7 separate regions of the Mus musculus genome follow, and all the other regions are linked to region 3. Evidence: chromatin contacts called from public promoter capture Hi-C data. All regions are on one chromosome and are shown on one strand. The core of a region is the stretch at or near the end of the contact, and the rest is flanking DNA. Distances in the headings are between cores, read along the strand shown. Region 1 holds the start of Rbpms2 (RNA binding protein with multiple splicing 2). Region 2 holds the start of Rps27l (ribosomal protein S27-like). Region 3 holds the start of Herc1 (HECT and RLD domain containing E3 ubiquitin protein ligase family member 1). Region 4 holds the start of Mtfmt (mitochondrial methionyl-tRNA formyltransferase). Region 5 holds the start of Oaz2 (ornithine decarboxylase antizyme 2). Region 6 holds the start of Spg21 (SPG21, maspardin). Region 7 holds the start of Lactb (lactamase, beta).

Region 1 (2,700 bases), core at 193-2,692, 720 kb before region 3:
GTCAAGGTTCCTAACTGGTAAGGGGGCTGCAAACCAAGACTTTTTTTCACCTGGACCGCCTCTGAGCGCGGCCTCACGCCCCGAATCCCGCTACCAAGACTTAAGTTCCGTGCTTTGAGTCGGGGCAGTAGATCCCACCGGGAGACACCTGAGCCGAGCCCAATCCGCTCTCCTCTCAGCTATGGCTGCTCAAGGATTATCGGGGACTGCGGCTGGGATGTCTCAGTGCACATAAAGGAACCCATGGGCAGGGGCGCACGAAAGAACCCCAGTGCTCTGGCGGCTCCGCAGGGCAGTCAGGGCCGCTACTCTTCCAGTGCGACTTCAGGTAGGTGCCGGTTTTTTACAGGCTGCTGGCAGGAGACGTCCTGGTCAGCATTTATTCGGCCTGGGGGAAAATCCGGCCCTGAGGCCGCCCCCCCCCCCCCCCCCCGCCACCACTGGGTGGGAGTCTAGGCGACCCCGCCCTAGGCGTCAGCCGGCTCTTCCCTCCCCCACCCTGGGGTTCGGAATTGGAGCGGAAAAAGAACGAGCCGTGAGAAGTCTTAAAAGCGGGGTGGAGGTAACGAACGGAACCTTCTAGGTTAGTCGAGGTACCCCCCCTTCCTGAAGTTAAAAAGGATTGGGCTTCCTTCACCTCCTCTTTTGAGGTGACGGAGGTTGTGAGAGTGAGGAAAGAATTTGTATTCTAATCCCCACCAACTGGGCTGGAATCCTCTGGCCAGATAGGGGAAGTGATTTCCTCAAGGTCACTCAGCCAAAAAAAAAAAAAAAAAAAAAACTCTCGGTGACTTGCTCAAGATCAGGTGTTTGCCGCCCTACCCCTTCCTCGCCTTCACCCCCAAAACCCGGTCCCCGGCTGCTTCGCGCGAAGAGAACCGCTGGCCCGGACCCGACAGGAATTCGGGGCGAACGATGTGCTCGCGACAGCCTACACCTCCACATCTGGGCATGAAACCGGGAGCCCCGCTGCCGCCGCCGCCGCCCTCGCCCTGGCTGGGGATGCAACGTGCGGGTCACCTCAAGCTCCACCCAAGCCCGCGCGGCTCCTTTAAGAAAAGTTCTCTGAGAGAGTTCATCAAAGTTTAAAAAACTTGTCTGGGAGAAGGGAACGGTGGGGTGCAAGGGAGCCGAGTCGGGGAGAGAAAGGGAGAAGGGGGTGGGGGTCGACCAAGGAAGCGGAGTCGGGAAAACGCCGGAGCCAAGGAAGGCAGAAAGGCCGGAGCGTCGCGGCCCGGGCCGGGGCTGGGGACCGGGCCGGGGCCGGGGCGAGCCCGCACTGGGCTGCGGGGATTGGCTGCGCGTTCCCCCGGAGACCGCGCGCGGGGCGGGGGCGGGGCGGGGGAGGGGCGGGCCGGGCCCCAGCTGAGGCCGGTTCCGGCGCCCGCCCCCTCCTCCGGCGCCCGCCCCCCGCCGCCGCGAGCGCACTCGCGGGCCGCCCTGAAAAGCCGGAGGCGGTGGCCGCACGGGCTCCGCTCCCTCGGGTTCCCGGTGCCTTGCCCCTCCGGCCGCCTCCCGCACCCGCCAAACTTAATGTGATCCCCCCCCCCTTTCCTTTCTCCGTAGCCTGACGCGGCAGCAGCCGCTTTCCTCACCAGCTCGCACTCTCCTCGGGGGCGCACGGCTCGCCGTGCCCCTGCCCACCACGGGACAGAGCGTCCCGCTTCCCTCTCCGCGTCCCCCCTCACCATGAGCAACCTGAAGCCGGACGTCGAGCACTGCACGGGCGCGGGCACCGGCAGCCCGCTGGAGGAGGAGGTGGGTGTGCGGCCGCGGGAGCCGGCGCGCGTGAGGTGCACGCGGGGCCGCGGGCGGCGCGAGGTCCTGCGGGCCACCGCTCCTGGCGCCTTCCCTCCGCTGCCCTTCGCCCTGGGGAGGAGCAGCCCATGTCCAGCGGGCGGAGGCGTGCGGCCTGAACTAGCCCGGCGGGGCCGGCATTGTCTCCCCGCCCTCCGGGGCTCGAGGAGGGCGCGCGTCCCCGTGGTGGGCTCGGGGCGCCGCGGAGGTCCTACTCCCGCTGCCCTCCTTCCCCAAGCCCGGTGGGGCTTACGCTTCGCCTGAGGCGCGCCTCCTGGGTGGCCTGGACCTCCGCCCCGACTGTAAGGAGCTGAGAGGGATTATCCCGGTGGGTGCGGGAAGCTGGCTCACCCTCCAGCCTTTCCACCTCGCCCCCTCCCCGTGACCTTGGAGGCCTGGCCGGCTGCCCTGCGCTTAGGTTAGAGCTGTGGTCTCAGTGGGCAGGCGGGCTTTTCGCCCTGTCTCAGAACTTGGGCTTCTTCAGAGAGTTGAGCCGGCAATTTAATTAAAGTCGGAAAAGAGAGAAGTTAGAAGCCTTGAGTATCCCCTGTTCTCGCCCTTTGACCTAGTAGCCAAGCCAGTACCCCACACTGGCCAGGGTGGGATCTTCCAAGGAGAGGTGACATAATCTTGTCCAGCTGCCCTATGCAGAAAAAGAGGTTATGAGACCGCGTCAAGGAATCATCACTGCTCGTGGTTTTATCGCCTGGTGAGGACGACGTACTTGTGGGGGATAAAAAACCTTTAAGGTAACTTCGAGTGGAAACTAGGCAGGCCGGCTCAACTACTATGGGTTCTAGGCTCCTAGGGAGCTCTTTAACGTATGCTGTGTCACTCCAGGGCTGAGAGACCCTTCCTGCCCCGCCCTGGCATACTTTTGCCCAGGAAACCAAGGGCCAGTTA
Region 2 (2,700 bases), core at 199-2,698, 600 kb after region 3:
TAACACCTCAGAGCTGGCTTCTAGGGACATATTTTCTGCAATGAGGCCACACCTCCTAAGCCTCCTAAGCCTAAACCGCACCAACTGGGTCTCAAGTGTTCAAATGGCAGAGACTAGGGCAGGCATCTCATGCAGACTGCAGCCTTAACTGTACTCGTCAAGTAACCACAGACCATGGACATTGAGACATTGGAACTTCTAGGACCATTATTTTCCCCGTACACACATAATAATTTACATAGTTATCTATATCACCATATTTAGTATTGACTTACAGTTTATTCATTTTTGGTGTTCCAGAGATGGCCCCATATGGCTGAAGATGATCTTGAATTTCCAACCCTCCTGCCTAAACCCCAAGTGCTGGATTATAATAAGTGTGCCCCATACCCCTAGATGTATCCAGTGCTGGAAATCAAACTCGGGGTTTCTTACTTACTGGGTGAGCACTCCTCCATGAGGGAATGCGGTGTTTTAATTTTCTTCTGCTTTATGCAAATTGAGTATTATACATCTTTTTTTTTTCCCCAAATTGGTAGGACAGTCTTAGGGTCAAGCTTATAAATGGTGTATGTGTGTGTGTTTAAGCCAGGGGGTCAATATCAGGTTTCTTTCTTAGGTGCCACCTACCACGTTTTCTGAGACAGAGGCATATCAAACACAGCAGCAAATGGGATTTGTTTAAAAAACTATTTCAGAGCAAAGCAAACCGGAGGTGAAGCCTATCCGGTGCAGAACTTCAAGTCTCACTCCTTAGAAGGCACAGACACAAGACTAGAAGTTTGTTTCACAACCCGTCAGTGGGATCTTTCTAGTTAAAAATTATTTATTTAGTGGTGTTAGGGATTTAACCTAAGGCTTCATGAAGGCAAGGCAAGCATGCTATTAGCTGAGCTACACCTCCAACCCCAAAATCAGATTTTTAAATTTAATTATGAGTGTGTGTGTGCGCGCGCGCGCATAGGGAGTGCAGTGCCATAGAGATCAGAAAAGACCTGCAGATCTCCCTGGAGTTGAGTTTGAGGCAGTTTCGAACCGCCCAGCTCGGTTCTGAAAACCAAACCCAGATCGTCTGCGGGAGCAGTACACAGTCTTAACCAACACACACTCTTAAGCGCTGAGCCAGCCCCCTCCCAGGCTCGCCTATGGTGTTTGTAATACAGCGAAGAACAAAGATTATTGTTCCGTGTGTCCCCCTGTCCGCTGCCCCGCACAATGAACAGGGGAGACCAGGCTAGTTGCAGCCTCGGGTCTGGTTTCCCTCTAATGCCTAATGCCCGGGCCTCCGAAGCCCGGCCTGGGTGCAGGGCGGAGTCGGAGTTTAACGCAGAAGCCATTTAAATGTCCCTCATTGGACTTGGCCCGGCGGTCAGGGCGGGAGCCGTACCACTGAGACGGGAGCCTAGAGCGGTCGCCCCCGCCTCCACTCCTCTCCACTCCTCCCCGCCGCCTCTATCCCGGAAGTTGCTGAGGGGCGCTCGAAAGCGAGCAGTTCGTCTCGGCGACCTGGAGCGGCCGCGCTTGCGGAGCCGTCACCATGCCCGTAAGTTTTTGACTTTGGGCTCGGGCTTGCTTTCCTTCAGGCTTTCTGTTAGTCTGGCGCCTCGGCAGGCGGCTAAGCCCGCGGCGTCTCTTGCTCCTGCGGGCCGAGGCATGGCGGGCTTGTTGAGACTTGTCCGGGCGACACGGCGCGGCATGGCGTGGCGGGCCCTGTCCGGGCTCGCGTGAGTGGCCAGCCCGTGGGGTGCAGCTCCCAGCTCACCATGGGCTTCAGGGTCACTAACGGGCCTCGCAGCTTCCGACACGTTCACTCCACCCCGGGCGAGCATGCCGCAGCCCTGTGCTGGCCATTGGATGTGGAGCCCCGGGGCTGAGGTCATCCCGGCCTTGTTCTGATCTGCTGCGCTGCGGCTTCGGGGAGGCCCGAGCCAGACGCTGGTTTTTACTTAGCTTTGATGGCTACCCAGCCAAACGACAAAGGGGTTCTCTCTCCCATATGCTGCCCGAGCGCTGTAAAGTGCCAGGAAAGGACTGGCAACGTGTGGGTGAAAGTGGTCCTATCTTGAAAAGTTAGGGTCTTAAGTACCCCCTCTGCGGAGTGTGCCTGTTGCTCCTGCTTTGCGTTCCTCGTGTGATTCGGGCTGCCACCCGTGTACTGTGACTCCAGTAGTAACAATATGTTTCCTTCCACAGCTGGCTAGAGATCTGTTACACCCTTCCTTGGAGGAGGAGAAGAAAAAACATAAGAAGAAACGGCTGGTTCAGAGCCCAAATTCTTACTTCATGGATGTGAAATGTCCAGGTATAAAATTTCAAATTTCCCTGTCCTAAAGGACGTTTCAGGAAAGATTCACACTTTAATAAGTCAGGATCCACTGTTGACTAGAAATGACATTACAGAATTGTCATAAGGGTCATTTTAAAGAAACATACTCAAACCTTTGTAGAAACATATGGGAGCCAGGTAAAGGATACGTTGACTTAAGTCTTTAACTTAAGATGATCATTAAGATGATGAATTTTCTTTTTTGCAATGCAAATAAAATATATGTTGATTCTTCATTCTCAAACTGCTGTCTGATGTGTTTGCTATACCATATGTGTCTGTTTAGTACTTAACATGTGGAAATGGAAACAGAATTTAAGAGTAAAACACTACACTGAAGCTATAACTTGAAACAGATGACATGTCTGTTACAT
Region 3 (2,700 bases), core at 54-2,553:
ATATTCTAAATGAACAGATTAGGAACTGAGGTCCAGGGAAGCCAAGCAAGCCATTCCAAGTCACACACAAAGCTGAGAGTAGCTTTTGTCTTAGGCTAAATTTGTATGATACACATTTCCAATTGAACCAAAGGGGAGGAACTCAGTATGTGGACCAAACTGGCCTCAAGCTCACAGAGATTGCCACCCCACCCAGCTGCTTATACCATGTATGTTTATGTCTTTAGCACAAGAATTTTTTAAAAAGATTTTATTTATAACGTCCCCCCTTCCCCAAAAGCCTTTAGTCCCAGCACTCTGGAGCAGAATCAGGAAAAAGCCTGGTCTTCAGAGAGTTCCAGGACAGCCAGGGCGATGCAGAGAAACCCTGTCTTGAAAACAAAAACAAATTCATGTGTATGTGTGGGTATGTTAACGCGAGTGCAGGTTCTTGTAGCGTTCAGAAGTGAGTGTTGAAGTTACAAGTGGTTTTGGACATCCTGAAGTGAAGTGAAGCCAAGTCACTCTGTAAGAGATAGCCCTCTTAACCGCTCTCTCTCCAGAAAAACCTTTTGCTGAAGGTGGCTACAGTGGTGAGATTGGGAGTCCTTAAGTACAGAGGCATTCAACAATATCAATTCAACATTTGAGCGCCTACATCTATGCTAGACGTTGGGCTAGATGACCAAGTTAGTGTTCTTCCTCAGAGTGCATCACTGTATAGGTCAGGGTCAAGACCTGTACTAAAGGTCAATCCTCCCGTGTTCCTCAGACAGGGCAGAAGTTGGTCAACTTAAACACTTGCTTGGGCGTAAACTTAACCAGCCACAAGGTTAAGGGCAGACTGTGATGGGAGATAAAGGGAGTAGAGCGCCCGGCAAGCAGCCGAGATAAAGGGGTGTGGCCGGCCGCAGCTTTTTCTCTCGGTCCTCGGCAGCCCCGAGGCCTCGGCAGCATTCGGACCCCGATCCTCTTGCAGACTGTCCCGTACTCATCCTGAACACATCCACGCTCGCCTGATCCTTCAGCGCCCTTTGTGAAATGCCCCCAATTGATAGTTCCCTACGGGCACACGTGACTCCGCGAGGACCCAGCGGTTAAGAGACATGGGGCGGTAGAGTGTCCCCAGTACCCTCACAGGAAGGGTCTCCCGGCCGGCGATGTACTCATCGCTTTCCCATCACTGCCTAAGCCGGCATCTTCTCTCCCTTTTCCTCTCAGGTTGCCTCCCACCTCCCGCGCGAGGCCCGGAGGAGGCAGGACCAGCGCTTCTGATCTCGCGAGAGTTCCCTCATAAGTCCCGCGAGACTCGCCTGCCGCTGCCGCTGCCGCCGTCGCTGCCGCCGCTGCCGCCGCCGCCTCTTACGTCTTTCCCTTTGACAAGTCGCCGCCGCTGCAGCAAAAATATAAAGGACGCGGCTAGCGCGGCCGCTGGCCAGCCGGGTGCCGGGTGCTGGAGCCGCACCCCATCGCCGCCAGCTCCCGACCCACGTACGGTAGGTAACACGTTCTCTTTCGCCATCGTGACCTCCCGAGTGTGTGATCGGCTGGCCCGGCCGAGCCGCTCGGGGCCGTTCCGGGGCCGCCCGCCGAGCGGGACTGCTGGCTCCGGGTGGACGGCGGGCGGAGGCCCGAGGAACCCCTGGCCCCCTGGAAGCCTGTTGGAAGCCGAGCCACCTGCCGGAGGGAGGGACCCGCCCCTGAATAAGCTTGCAGTCTGCGCCCCTCAGCGCCTCAGGGGTCGCGTCTGTGACCTTCTCCCCTTTATCCGCTATCGAGCGCGTCTCTCTTAGCTGGGACTGGGACTGGGGAGCGGCTCTCCCATCTCTTCCTCTTGAGGAGAGTCGCGACTCCGGTGCTCCCTGTCGCCGGCCGACTTCGGAGGGGTGGAGGTTGAGACCGTGCGTCTTTCTCCTCGTCTGCGCTTTTGGGTGGGGGCTGCTCATCCTTTCGGTAAACCTTTCTCTGAATCTCTCTTCGGATAAAATAACAATTTCTAAAGCCCTTGCTACCTGGAGCGGAGACGAGGCGACAGTTGTGTAGTCTCCAGGGTGAGAGGTGGATGGTGGTGATGACAGGAGCTAACCCTGGGAACAGTGATGGGTGGCAGGTTCCCAGGAGACACGAGGACAGAAGCTTGGTACCTACCTCTCCCAGGAGGTTATGTAAAGACGCGATGTATGTATGTATGTATGTATGTATGTACTATGCATGCATGTGTATGGTAGCTGTGAAGCACAGGGACAAAAATCTCCATTTGCGTTAGTTTTAAAAATGTGTGTAATACCTTGAAGGTGTATAGGTAATCAAGAGTGATAAATTCCAACGAATTAATAACCCATCTCCAGAGATAGCATTTCACTGTTAATATTTTGATATATTTCTAACAGACTCTTTTGTTTTTTAAGAGTACCTAGCTTGTCCTTGAATGGTACTTCCTTATTTTATGTATGTTCCCAAAATGATTTGTTTTATTTGAACCATTCCTTTGGCCCACTTGATTAAGCCGGGTTACTTGTTCATTATCATTGGCTGTTCCCAGCCGTCACCATATTTCATTGTGTCTTCTTTCAAAATGATTGTTGCTCAAATAGCTTTAAAAGTCAAACCTTAACATTGTTCTTTTTGGATATAATATCTGAGTTATTTTTATAGTTTTTCTTTTTTTGTGTGATGAGTCCTCTAAATCGGGCCGGTGTTTATATAAAGAAAAGAAAAATT
Region 4 (2,700 bases), core at 156-2,655, 910 kb before region 3:
ACTGCAGTGCCTGCAGGGGCCAGAAGAGGGCAGTGAGTCTCCTAGATCTGGCAATGTGTGTGCTAGAAAACAAACTCAGGTCCTCTGCAAGAACAGCGAGCATCTTAACCACTGAGCCGTCTCTCCAGCTCCAGTAGGTCACACCTTCAGTCGGTATTCAAAAGACAGCACCTTGAGTGTCAGAATCATGTTCCACTTCCCCTAAGTTAGGATTCTGGGACTGACTTGATCAGAGGAGGATACGGCTTGGCATCACATCTCATTTCCCTCATATGGTCAGATGCACCGGCTAGCAGCATCATAATCTTTGCCTCTCTTTTCTACTTAGCCCAAGGAATTTGCCGCTCTCTGGGCACACATTGGCCAACTTTCCACAACTATGGCAAACAAAGCCGCTCTCAGTTTTGAGGGGACACATGGAGAAAAAAATTATTGAATCTGTGAGGTAGGAGTTCAAGGCCTCAGGGAGGGTGTTGTCTTAGCACTGAAAAATGGATACCATTTAGTGAGGAAGAGAGGAAATGTGAGGTGGATGGAACGCTCAAGGGCACAGAAGCAGGGATCCTCAAAACTAAATGAAAGACTGCTCCAGGGCCTCTGGCTTTCAGGCCATGTGACAGGAATTAGATGAGAGAGGAACCTGATGCTGCTCTATAGCCAGAGCCAGCGTCACAAGCATGACCCATGTTAAGGACCCCAGTGTACCTTGGAAACACATATCTATCTGCACACCATGGTCTTCAGAGGTCTTCAGCAGATAGCCCTCACCCCTCCGTTTCCCTACAGTCTCCCTATGGCATCCCACATGGGAGGCCTGAGAATCTAAGAGTCTTGGATTCCTGAAGTGACTTCAGACAGGTGAGCAAACCTTAGTTTCATTGGGTGTGGAAATCCTGAGTTGCTTAGTAGTTAAGATTGCTGTTCAGGTCGAATGGTTAGGATCATGGCTTTGGAGCTGGAGGGACAGGACCCCTCGTTGCAGAGATGGCTCAGCAGTTAAGAGCACTGGCTTCCCTTCCATAGGACCCAGGTTCAATTCCCAGGCCCATGTGGCAGCTCAGAACTGTCTCGAGTTGTAGGGGATTCCACACTCTTACACAGACATGCATGCAGGCAAAGCACCAAAGCACGTAAAACAAAAATAAATTAAAAAAAAATTTGTAAAGTTTTAAAAAATAGTTTCTTTTAAAGGTTTGTTTTATTCATATGAGTGTCTTGCTTGTGTGTATATATCTGCAGTGTTCTTTGAAGAGCTTGGCTGAATAATACACATCAAAGTCCCCTCAAATTTCTTCCTTAGTGGTTCTTCAGTTGAGCCACGCCTCCAAAGCGGCAGGCCCCGCCTTGTCGTCTGCGCGTGCTTGGGCCTTTGAGCTCTTTGCTCCGCCCCCCACCATGGGCACGCATGCGCATGGTGGGCCGCTGCGGGCCGAGGTGATGCTCCTTCCGCGGTGCTGCTGGGGTCGGTGGCTGATGGGAAGGAGGCCACGCTGTTCCTGTCAAGCACCTGCCGGGTTCGACGGGAAGGACGGCCGAGGTTCCCGAGTCCGCGAGAAGCCGCCTTGGCGGGTGCTGTTCCTCGGCACCGACCACTTTGCCCGGGAAACGCTGCGGGCGCTGCACGCCGCCAGGTACCGGGGCAGGGTCCCACGCCGAGCCGCGGTGGCGACCCCAGGGCAGCGAGGTCCCGGGAAGGCGCCCTGTTGGGTCCCGGCCGGCAGAGCTCCTGTGGCTCCTGCAGCATCTGCCAGCAGACCCTCCATCTCCCCGAGCCTGGGAACCGGTACCTGGAGAGGCCCGGCCAGTACCCAGGGTCGTGGGCGGAGCCGGTTAGCTGAAAAGGGCTGTGACTCCAAAGTTCGTCCCTTCCTGGTGTTGGTGGCCTCCGTTTCCTTGCCCTTTTACACGCCTGTGTTTTCAAATGAATACATTTCTAAGTTAGAACAGTTTCATATACATATAATATTTATGCGATTTAACTAACCTTGTCTACTAGGAAGAAAGTTATTTGTAATTCACCCTTTCCTGAAAGGCTGCTGTGTCTACCGCCCCACTTCCCTGGAAGGATATTTGGTTATTTATCGGTCCCTGGTTTCCAGGCACTTATCTCGCCTCCATCCCTGCCTTCCTACAAACACTTTTCTTTTTAAATAAGATTTTTACTTTGAGATTTTATTTGTATGTGTGTGTGTCTATGAGCATGTACGTGTTGGTGCCTGTGGAGGCCTAAAGTGAGTGTCCCATTCCCTGGAGCTGGAGTGACAGGCCCTTGTGAGCTACACCCTGTGGATGCTGTAAGAAGAGAGCTGACTTCTGAAAGTTTTCCTCTCATTTCCACACACATGCTGTAGCATACGCCTGCACACACGCACACAGTAATAATAGCACATGCCCACACCATGCACACAATAATAATAATAAAAGACAATTTAATTTTTAAATTATTAAATTTAAACCCTGTGTGTTGGTTGCAAAAAATCTTAATTATTTTAGCTCTAAATGTACTATGGGTTTAATCATAAAAATAGCTTTGCTGTGCATGAAATAGTTTAGCTTTGGGCTGTTGCCCTGACACTGTCAAATTTTTTTTCCCCCAATCTTTCTGATTCAGAGACGGCAAAGAGGAAAAGTTAATTGAGAAACTGGAGGTTGTCACAGTGCCTTCGCTATCCCCCAAAGGACTACCTGTGAAGCAATATG
Region 5 (2,825 bases), core at 108-2,607, 670 kb before region 3:
TATTGTGATGGCCTCTCTCTCTGGACAGATTGTGACATCCAAGGTAGGTACATTGCCTGGCCCATTGTGGAAGCTTCCTGGATTCCTGCCCATGCTAGAAGCACATAGTATGTAGCTATTTACTGAACTTTGACTAAATGAACGGATGATTTGAGGTGACCACTGTGGTCTGAGAGTGCATCCTCTCCCTTTCCCTCTGCCCCACCTCTCTCTCTCTCTCTCTCTCTCTCTCTCTCTCTCTCTCTCTCTCTCTCTCCCCTCCCTCCCCCACCCCCAAGATAGGGTCTCACCATGTTACACTAAGCAGCCTGGAACTTGTTGCCTGCGTACTACAAGCTGGCCTTCAACTCACAGAGCCTCACCTGCCCCTGCTTCCTGGGTGCTAAGATAGATAAAGGCTTACACAGTCTCTACTGACTGCAGTCTAAGTTGACTGCACAGGTTTGACAACTAGGGTTCTCCTGTGAGTGTGGCTGGGATTTGGGGGTGTGTGTACATTGCTGCCTGGCCTCTGTGATTAGAGGGCCAGGTAAGACAGTGGCAGTGCACTAGGTGCCTTGCATGATCGATTGAAGCAGCTTGCACCGATTGGCTGGAAGCCACTGTCATTGTACTATGAATTGAAGGAAAAGATCTGTGGGATTAGATTCACACTGGAAATGGTGCTACTCTATGAGGAGTATTCTTCTATTTCAGATTTTGTTTTGTTTAGTGACATGGGTTTACAAATACTATTCTCCGGTTTCGGTTTGGCCACACACCAAAAGCAGCAAGTGCCCAGTGTGGTGAGGCACACTATTTCCAGCACTTGGCAGGACAGGAAGTAAAGGAAGGAGGATGGGGGTTTCCAAGTCATCTTCCAGTGAGTCTGAGGCTAGCCTGAGCTACAAAGACTGTATCAAAAAACAAACAAAAGGCAGACATGAACGAGTGGAGAGGGCTCAGCGGATAAGAGCACCGGTTGGTCTTCAGAGGACTTGGGTTCAATTCCCAGCCTCTACATGGCAGGTCACACTGTCTGTAACTCCTGTGCCAGGGGATCTGACATCCTCATATAGAGATACATGCAGGCAAAACACCAATGTGTATAAAAAATAAACATACATAAATGATTAAGAAAGAACAAAAGCAGAAATGAAGACTGGCCTTAGCCAAGCAGAACCTGAGTTCCTGGCATCGAGAGAGACCTCTTTCCCCTCTTCTCCCTGGCTACCGCCCCTCTTCCCGAGATGATAGCTTGCCCTTAGTACGCCTGCGCCCAGGCGGGGCGGTGCTTCGCCCTTTGTTGTGGGCCCCAGTTTCCCAGGACACCAAGCGGCGCTGGGTGGGGCTATGCAGATGAGGTACTTGGGGGCGGGGCGGTTGCGCGGCGGCGGCCGGGGAGGGTCAGTTGGAGGCAGGCGCTCGCTGAGGCAAGAGGAGGGCACTCGGCCCGCGGCCTGACAGGGACTTAGCCCACAGAGACCGGCCCGCGCGCGCGACCCCACACCCACCCACTCGTCCACCTACCCACTCCCCGCGCCGCCTCCTCCCACCCTGAGCAGAGCCACCGAGGATGATAAACACCCAGGACAGGTAACGGCCCGGCGCAGGCTCCCCGCCCCCATCCTCCCTCCGCAGCTCCAGAGGCCTTCGCACCCCCCCCCACCCCCGCAGCCTGCCCCCAGCCCCCAGGGGGCTCCATCCGCTCCCACTGTTCCTCTCGCCATCCCAGCCACTGCCACCCGAGTCCTGAAATCGGGCCTCCTTCCGTCCTTTAGCCCCCTTCCTCCAGCCCTGCCCATCCCCCTCATCCGGGTTTTCTCCTCGCCCGGAGCCCCCCCCCCCCAAAAAAAAAAAAAAACCTGGACATAGCCAGTCAGTCGCTCCGTTTTCTTAAGCCCAGTGGGACGGTGCCCAGTCCCCCATACTGTGGGCTTTCTCCCACAGATTCCCCGAATTGGTTCTTATCTTCCCTAAATCTTTCTTACTCCTCCACAAGTCACTTAATCGCTTTAAATCCATTCTCTAGTGAAAATTGCTTCCCAGGCAGACTCCTCTCAGCCCTGCCTGGCTGTCCCCAAAGACAAGCTCTGTCCGGCAGTTCTCAACTCAACCCTTTCCCCCTCTTCCCACCTCCTTGGGATGTGCAGTCCCACTCTCTTCCCCACCCTTCTCCAGGTAGGCCCCATTTTCCTGTCTGGGAACCCCCACTCTTTATTTCTCTAACACTATGGAGTCCATTCCTGCCCTCCAGCCTGTTTTTCCAATGATGTTGCCAACACTCTTCTACACACTCTTACCCTTTAAACACTACAAAGTCTCAGTTGGTACTCATCTTACCGCCCCCCCCCTTCTTTAAAATCATTACAATGCCCAACTTAGTCTCTCCCCTTTCCTGGGAAGATCATTAAGTGCTACCCCCTTTTAAATTTCACTCCAGGGCCTCCAAAACCAGATCCTGGGCCTTTGGAAGTTACCTACCTCAAGACCCAATCCCTGTTTCCCCCAGGATTTGAAATGCATTATTCTTTTGAAATGGTGTGGGTTTCTTAACTTTCAACCAAAGTAGGCAGAAGTCATCCCTTTAGTTACCCTCCCTTTTTCCATGTCCTCAGATATCCCACATTTCTGTCCCAGACAGACGCTCTTCTCCAAAGCTATTCCAGAATTTTCTGATCCCTCAGGATTTGTAATGCCACTTGCTTATGTATTATCTTGGCTTTCATTAGCAATTCAGAAATGATTCCTTTGCCTTCCCCTGTAAGGCTCGGTGCTAAACCCTCCAAAACTTTTTTGAAACCCATTCAGTCCCCATACTAGATCTTTTATCTTCACATTGGACT
Region 6 (2,700 bases), core at 156-2,655, 890 kb before region 3:
ACTATTTGAGATCCTTCTGCCTCACCTTTTTGAGAGCCGAGACATCACTATGCATTGGGGAAAATGTGTCTGGTGTTTGTCTAAGTTCTAGACTGGAACCTAAGACTCCTGAGCCATAGATCAGTGTTTGGTTGTTTTGTGGTTTTGTTTTTGTTTTTTTGAGTCATTGTTTTCGTCTGTGCTCTCTAGGCCTGGAGAGATGGTTTGGTGGTTAACAAACTTACTGCTCTTCCAGAGGACCAAAGCTGAGTTCCTAGTACCCAGTCAGGCTTGATCCATCTTAATCATCTGCAGTTCCAGCTCCAGGGGGTCCAAAGCTGGCCTCAGCAGGCATCAACACACACACGTACACACACACACACACACACGCACACACACACGTACAGGCACACGCACACACACACACGCACACGTACATGCACAGGCACAGGGACACGCACACACACACACACACACGTGGGGGCTGAGAGATTGCTCAGAGGTTAAGAATACATATTACTTTTACACCCGTGTTAGGCAACTCACAAACACTTGTAATGCCAGCTCTAGGATCCTCCTCTGCCCTCCTTATAAACTACACTCATGTGCACCATATATTCTCTCTCCCACAAACACACACACGATTAAAAGTAATAATAATAAAAAATATTTTTAAAAGTCCCTAAAACATTAGGATCTTGCTTTAGGAACCTTACAAATTTTCAAACAAGATTGACAGGTCACTCAATATTATTATGCATTATTTCAGAGCAAAGCTGTAAGCTAACTGAAAGGTGTTGTGGCATCTGCCACATCTCTCGTAAGAACAGTGACTAGACTGTGCCTGACAGAAGAGGGCAAACCAGCGCTGAGTATACCCCCTCAACATCAGCACAAAGCCATAAAAGGAGACAAGGCTTTGAAAGGAGGTCAGAGGACAGCGTCTATACAAAAGGTAAAAACAATTTTGCTGAGAAAGCATATGCAGTTGGGAGGCTGAAGGGGAATGGGACATGGGAGGCAGAGACTAAGGGAGGGTGATGATCCAAATTCTTTATATAGGTATCAAAATGTCCTAATTAAGCCATTGTAATGAACTGATATATACTAATGTTTTAAAAAGACTATGTCAAGGCCTATTCACCAAAGCTATGGACCAAAAGTGTCTCCCCACCAAAGCATGAAGACGCCTAAAAACCGAAGTCAGAAGCACATCCCCGGGGCCTACAGCCTAGATTTTTCACTTCCTCCTCCATGCTCCTGTCAGAAGTGACCAAGAACTGACCCTTATCCACCACCAGCCTCCACAGCCTCTAGGACACCGCAAATCTCAGAACAGGGCCTCCCTTGCCAGCCCCGTCGCCATAGTAACCACCAGAGCCCCGCCCCTTCCTCGCCATCTGGTCCCGCCTCCTCGGAACCCGGAAGCGGGAGGCGCGCCCGGGGAGCTCGCAGTACCAAAGCTGGGAGGCGGTGGCCTCTGGCTGCTCGGCCGCGCGCCCCCTCTGCCCGCTGCTCCCGCGGGGCTCCTGATCTGCGGCCGCCGGTCCAGTCCGCGCCCCGCCGACTCCATCCTCTGCGCCCAAATCGGGGCGAAGATCCGTCTAGGCTGGAAAGAAAGGGACGCGGGAGCGGCCACGGCAGGTGAGGGGCAGGCCCTGGAAAGCAAGAGTGTGGGTGTGTGGTGCGTGTAGGGTTGTAGGTGGGCGTGTATCGAGCATGCGTGACTTACGAGCAGAGTTCACGAGTGGGCAGGTCCTTGTGACCATGCACGTGATCCATATCTCTGTGTGTGCGTGTGGTGCGCTCTCGCGGGCGCCTGTGTGTGTCCGATTGTGCCTGTGGGTCTGTCTAAGGTTCAGCCTCGGTTCATTGCGGATTGTTGTTGTTTCTGAACTGGTGGAACCCAGGGCGGCCCCTATGGCGATTGGTGCCCAAAATCCTTAGTCAGACATCCTCATTTTCTTGAGCCACCCATCCTGGGGCAGAAATTCAGGAGCATTTTGGTTTCAGTCAACTTTTAAGGGCTGCGAGTAGAGTTGTTTTAAAGATCCTACCTCAGACTAGGTGTGAGGCCTGTGAAAGAGTCATGAAGAGTGTAGCAGGGCGAGAGAAACCCCCCCCCCCTTTTTTCTTCTTTTCCCAGGGAGTTAGAAGTTAGGGGCTGATGTTGTTTTGTCTCCATCTGCAGTGGTCTAGCTTCTCTTTTTGCAAGGATTCTGCACATTGGGAAGCCGTCTAATAGCTGTGTATGAGTTTTCAAAAAGATTTTACACCAGAACCTTGAAACGAGTGGTCAGAGAGAAAGATGTGCGGGCAGCGTCTCCTCTCATGATATTTAGAGAGAAGTGGATAGGTTCCTGGAGAAAGGATAAATCTTACCTGAAGAAATCTCCAAAAAGATGGCTATTTAATACATATAGGTGTGGTGAAGGATGAAGATGTGTAGTGAACAGCCCGCCGCAGGGCCTTAGGTGTAGTTCAGTGGTAAAAGCCCATGGTGAGCGTTCCCCAACACCGAGAACCATAGTTATGTCACCTAGAGGCTCTCTAGTTCTAATAACCTTTTTAATTGGTTGTATTAACAACCACAGATTGTCCCTATATAAGACACCTATACATTGAGATAAAGGACCAGCAATATGTGACTGACCGTGTGTTAAACATTTGTAGAGGCGATTTCCTCAGCTATGAACTGCAGGTTCTGTTGAAACTCTGAAG
Region 7 (2,700 bases), core at 41-2,540, 630 kb after region 3:
TCTGTCTAGTAAATGTAATAATAAACTGTAAATCATTAAGGACCAGGGATATCATGTATTCTTAATACTTGGTATAGTGCCTTTTACAGAAGTGGGGAATAAAAAAATTACAGAATGAAAGAATAAAAATATGCAGAAACTGACATTTTAGTTACTAATAAGGGTTATCTAATATGTAATAGTGGTAATTTAATGGATTGTTCTACATTCCATTTTCAGACCAATTCTTAAGAGTAAACTGGGAGAAGAAACAGCATTTTGAACACATCCACGTACTTGAGTCACACAATTTAATTATTTACTTTATTTTGCCCTCACACATGGAGGCTAAGCAAGTGAGCTTCCACTGAGCTATACTCCTAGCCCAGTTAGTTACATTTTAAACTTTCCAGTGATAAATAAAACAGCCTGATTATTCTAGGGATACATTGTCTCTACAAATGTGCCACTTTTTGCAACTCCAACCTGTAAAACATCAGTATTTTATTTTACCAATAACAAAATGGGCTACCTGCTGAACTCACCTTCTGACCAGACTTCTTTTCCATCTACAGAAACTCCAACCACGATGCCGGGGGCACCAACCTCATCCTAAGAGAAAAGAAAGACCCTGGTGGTTCAAAAGTAGACTGACTCCGCCCACTCTGCGGTCCCGCCCACCAGGAGGGCAATGGTTCTGCTCCGATTGCCCTGGCCGTCGGAGTGCACAGGACTCTAAAGGGGAAGGGGCGGGCCCCTCCGCGACCGGTGACCTCAGCTGCTACTTGAGCAGCCCTAAGAGCGTCAGCCCGCGGCCAGGCAGTCAGAAAAACGGAAGCCGCCGCCCTGACGCCCACTGGGCCCGCACCTTGATCCGGTGTAGCAGATCGCGGCTGCTCTCGATGGCTCTGGAGAAGCCCCTGGCTGCTGGCGGCGCAGGCGTGTGCGGGCTCCCCGGGCTCAGGGCCTGCTCGTGCGATAACTCGGTAGTGCCGGACGCCTCGGGGTCCGCGGGGGACTGAATGGGGACGGCGCCCCGCAGCCCGACCACCAGCTTCGCGCCGAGAGCCAGCCCCAGCCCGAGCCCCAGGCCGCCGGCCCAACCAAGGCCCAGCACAGGCAGGCCCGGTCGCCTGTGCGCCCCGCGCCGCCCTCCGTCCCAGGCTGGGCCTGCGGTGGCCGCAGCCCGAGCTGTCACGCTTGACAGGAGCCGGTACATGTTGCCTCCGCAGAGCCGGCTGCCTCCTAGCTTGCTCCGGCTTGGCCCGCGGCGGGCGGGACGAGGGGGCGGGGCTGAGGCGGGGCTTTACAGTACCTCTCAGTCAAGGCCGGGTGGGTGAGCGACGAGCGCATCGAGCGCCTGGTCCTCGTCTCCTTTCTAGCCTTCTGGCTACTAATCCTCTTTGGTTCCACCCCTCCTTTTCTTGCTTTCTTTTCCCTCCCTCTTTTTCATATCTTTCTTCCTTCTTTTATCTTCTCCTTTTCCTCTCTCTTCTCTCCCTTTAGCTCTAACCTCCCTCTCTTGTTTTCTTTTTCTCTCGCATCCCACATTCCTCCCTCTATCCTCTTTTCTCTTTCCCTCTCTTTATTTCTGATTCTCTCCTCTTTCTCCTTCCCACTTTAGTTTCTACCTGTCCCTCAAGCCTCTCTTTTCCTTTTCTCCTCCTCATCTCTCTCCTTTTCCATGCTTCTTCTCTCTCACAACACACATGATATCCTTAGACAAGTCTCCTGTCACAGCAACACCCTCTTGCCACCTTATGCCTATGTTAACAACACTCGCCCCTTTGTTTGACTGAGATGCACAGTGGTTAAAACACTTGCCATGCAAACACAAGGACTGGAATTCAAATCCCCAGTATCCGGGTGAAAATGCCCAGTGGGCATGGCGCCTACCTGTAACGGATTGAGAAACCCAGCCTCAATCCAAAGTTAGAAGCGCAATTATAGATGGTTTCCAACATAGTCTGGGACGTTCTCAGGCAAATGCTAATATGCATGTATATACATGCACACACACAAAAGTGGGAAAAAGCAAACCTGATGTGGGTTTTTTTCATTCTTTTAGGAGAATTTTATGTCTTGACTCGCCTTCCTGCCCAGTGACAATCATTCTAGCAAACATTAATCATCGTAACTGCTCTGGAGATTGGTTGTGTTGTCTGACATCAGTTCCATGAGGAAACTGGAGTAAAGGGAGGCTAAGGGATTTGTCTAAATCTACAGAGTTGTCAGGTGATGGCCCAGAAATGTACCTTCTCAGCCTTCCTCTCTTGTCAGAGGGTTTGAAGGGTTCTACGATCAGAGGCGTGGGCGGTGAATCAGCTTCCCAGTGGTGCGATGGATGCAGCTGCAGCTAGTATTATTACATGGCCAGGGTCCACTGGGCGCTACAGCTGCCCTTCCACACCCAGTCCTGTTCTCTGAAGCAAACTCTAGCCAGGCTACTCTCAGTTCTCTTCCTGAGTAGGAAACTCTTCCACAGTTTCTCACAGCTCAAGGCTGCGTTGCTAGAGTGACCCTATCTTTCTTCAAAATACCTGCCTGAGAAAGATCAGAGTTTCCAAACGCAGTTACTGTTTGTTCCAACCACCACTGGAAAACAGAGCTCCTGTCCCCCAGTCTGTGGCAGAGGGTAGGAGCCTCACGTCATAAGTGCCAAATAGCAAAATGGGTGGATTCATGTGGACCAAAACCCTTTCTGCTTCTTGTGACTGTCCA

The links. Promoter capture Hi-C pulls out the DNA fragments that hold promoters and counts their contacts.
Region 1: a contact with region 3 is called in a promoter capture Hi-C map of liver, with 3 times the contacts expected there. The contact joins the promoter of Rbpms2 here to the promoter of Herc1 in region 3. A contact is called at or near these places in 4 of 39 promoter capture datasets (cranial neural crest, frontonasal cranial neural crest and liver).
Region 2: a promoter capture Hi-C map of erythroid cells shows a contact between it and region 3, with 3 times the contacts expected there. The contact joins the promoter of Rps27l here to the promoter of Herc1 in region 3. A contact is called at or near these places in 3 of 39 promoter capture datasets (cranial neural crest, erythroid cells and pre-B cells), 2 of 484 Hi-C or Micro-C datasets (CD4 T cells and cardiomyocytes) and 6 of 115 datasets of contacts at active chromatin or transcription factors (bone marrow-derived macrophages, embryonic stem cells, large pre-B cells and 3 more).
Region 4: a contact with region 3 is called in a promoter capture Hi-C map of liver, with 5 times the contacts expected there. The contact joins the promoter of Mtfmt here to the promoter of Herc1 in region 3. A contact is called at or near these places in 4 of 39 promoter capture datasets (frontonasal cranial neural crest, liver and pre-B cells).
Region 5: a promoter capture Hi-C map of second pharyngeal arch cranial neural crest shows a contact between it and region 3. The contact joins the promoter of Oaz2 here to the promoter of Herc1 in region 3. A contact is called at or near these places in 6 of 39 promoter capture datasets (cranial neural crest, frontonasal cranial neural crest, liver and 3 more) and 1 of 9 other capture datasets (pancreatic islet).
Region 6: a contact with region 3 is called in a promoter capture Hi-C map of second pharyngeal arch cranial neural crest. The contact joins the promoter of Spg21 here to the promoter of Herc1 in region 3. A contact is called at or near these places in 4 of 39 promoter capture datasets (cranial neural crest, maxillary cranial neural crest, pre-B cells and 1 more).
Region 7: a contact with region 3 is called in a promoter capture Hi-C map of pre-B cells. The contact joins the promoter of Lactb here to the promoter of Herc1 in region 3. A contact is called at or near these places in 15 of 39 promoter capture datasets (the 3T3-L1 cell line, 3T3-L1-derived adipocytes, the HPC-7 cell line and 8 more), 1 of 484 Hi-C or Micro-C datasets (embryonic stem cells) and 7 of 115 datasets of contacts at active chromatin or transcription factors (bone marrow-derived macrophages, embryonic stem cells, epiblast stem cells and 4 more).

What each region holds. Positions count from the first base shown.
Region 1 is chr9:65,629,140-65,631,839 of GRCm38.p6, forward strand. Rbpms2 (RNA binding protein with multiple splicing 2) reads left to right here and starts at 1,443. Exons shown (of 8, transcript NM_028030.3): 1 at 1,443-1,758. The coding sequence starts at 1,690.
Region 2 is chr9:66,944,638-66,947,337 of GRCm38.p6, forward strand. It overlaps Rps27l (ribosomal protein S27-like), which reads left to right and starts at 1,449. Exons shown (of 4, transcript NM_026467.5): 1 at 1,449-1,543; 2 at 2,194-2,302. The coding sequence starts at 1,538.
Region 3 is chr9:66,349,147-66,351,846 of GRCm38.p6, forward strand. It overlaps Herc1 (HECT and RLD domain containing E3 ubiquitin protein ligase family member 1), which reads left to right and starts at 1,304. Exons shown (of 78, transcript NM_145617.3): 1 at 1,304-1,475. Gm30447 reads right to left here. Exons shown (of 2, transcript XM_006511600.4): 1 at 1,475-2,700; 2 at 1,179-1,372. The coding sequence starts at 1,925. The coding sequence ends at 1,197.
Region 4 is chr9:65,434,377-65,437,076 of GRCm38.p6, forward strand. Mtfmt (mitochondrial methionyl-tRNA formyltransferase) reads left to right here and starts at 1,406. Exons shown (of 9, transcript NM_027134.3): 1 at 1,406-1,631; 2 at 2,612-2,700. The coding sequence starts at 1,438.
Region 5 is chr9:65,675,191-65,678,015 of GRCm38.p6, forward strand. It overlaps Oaz2 (ornithine decarboxylase antizyme 2), which reads left to right and starts at 1,358. Exons shown (of 5, transcript NM_010952.3): 1 at 1,358-1,575. The coding sequence starts at 1,556.
Region 6 is chr9:65,459,532-65,462,231 of GRCm38.p6, forward strand. It overlaps Spg21 (SPG21, maspardin), which reads left to right and starts at 1,406. Exons shown (of 9, transcript NM_138584.2): 1 at 1,406-1,623.
Region 7 is chr9:66,974,194-66,976,893 of GRCm38.p6, forward strand. It overlaps Lactb (lactamase, beta), which reads right to left and starts at 1,291. Exons shown (of 6, transcript NM_030717.1): 1 at 848-1,291; 2 at 525-591. The coding sequence starts at 1,198.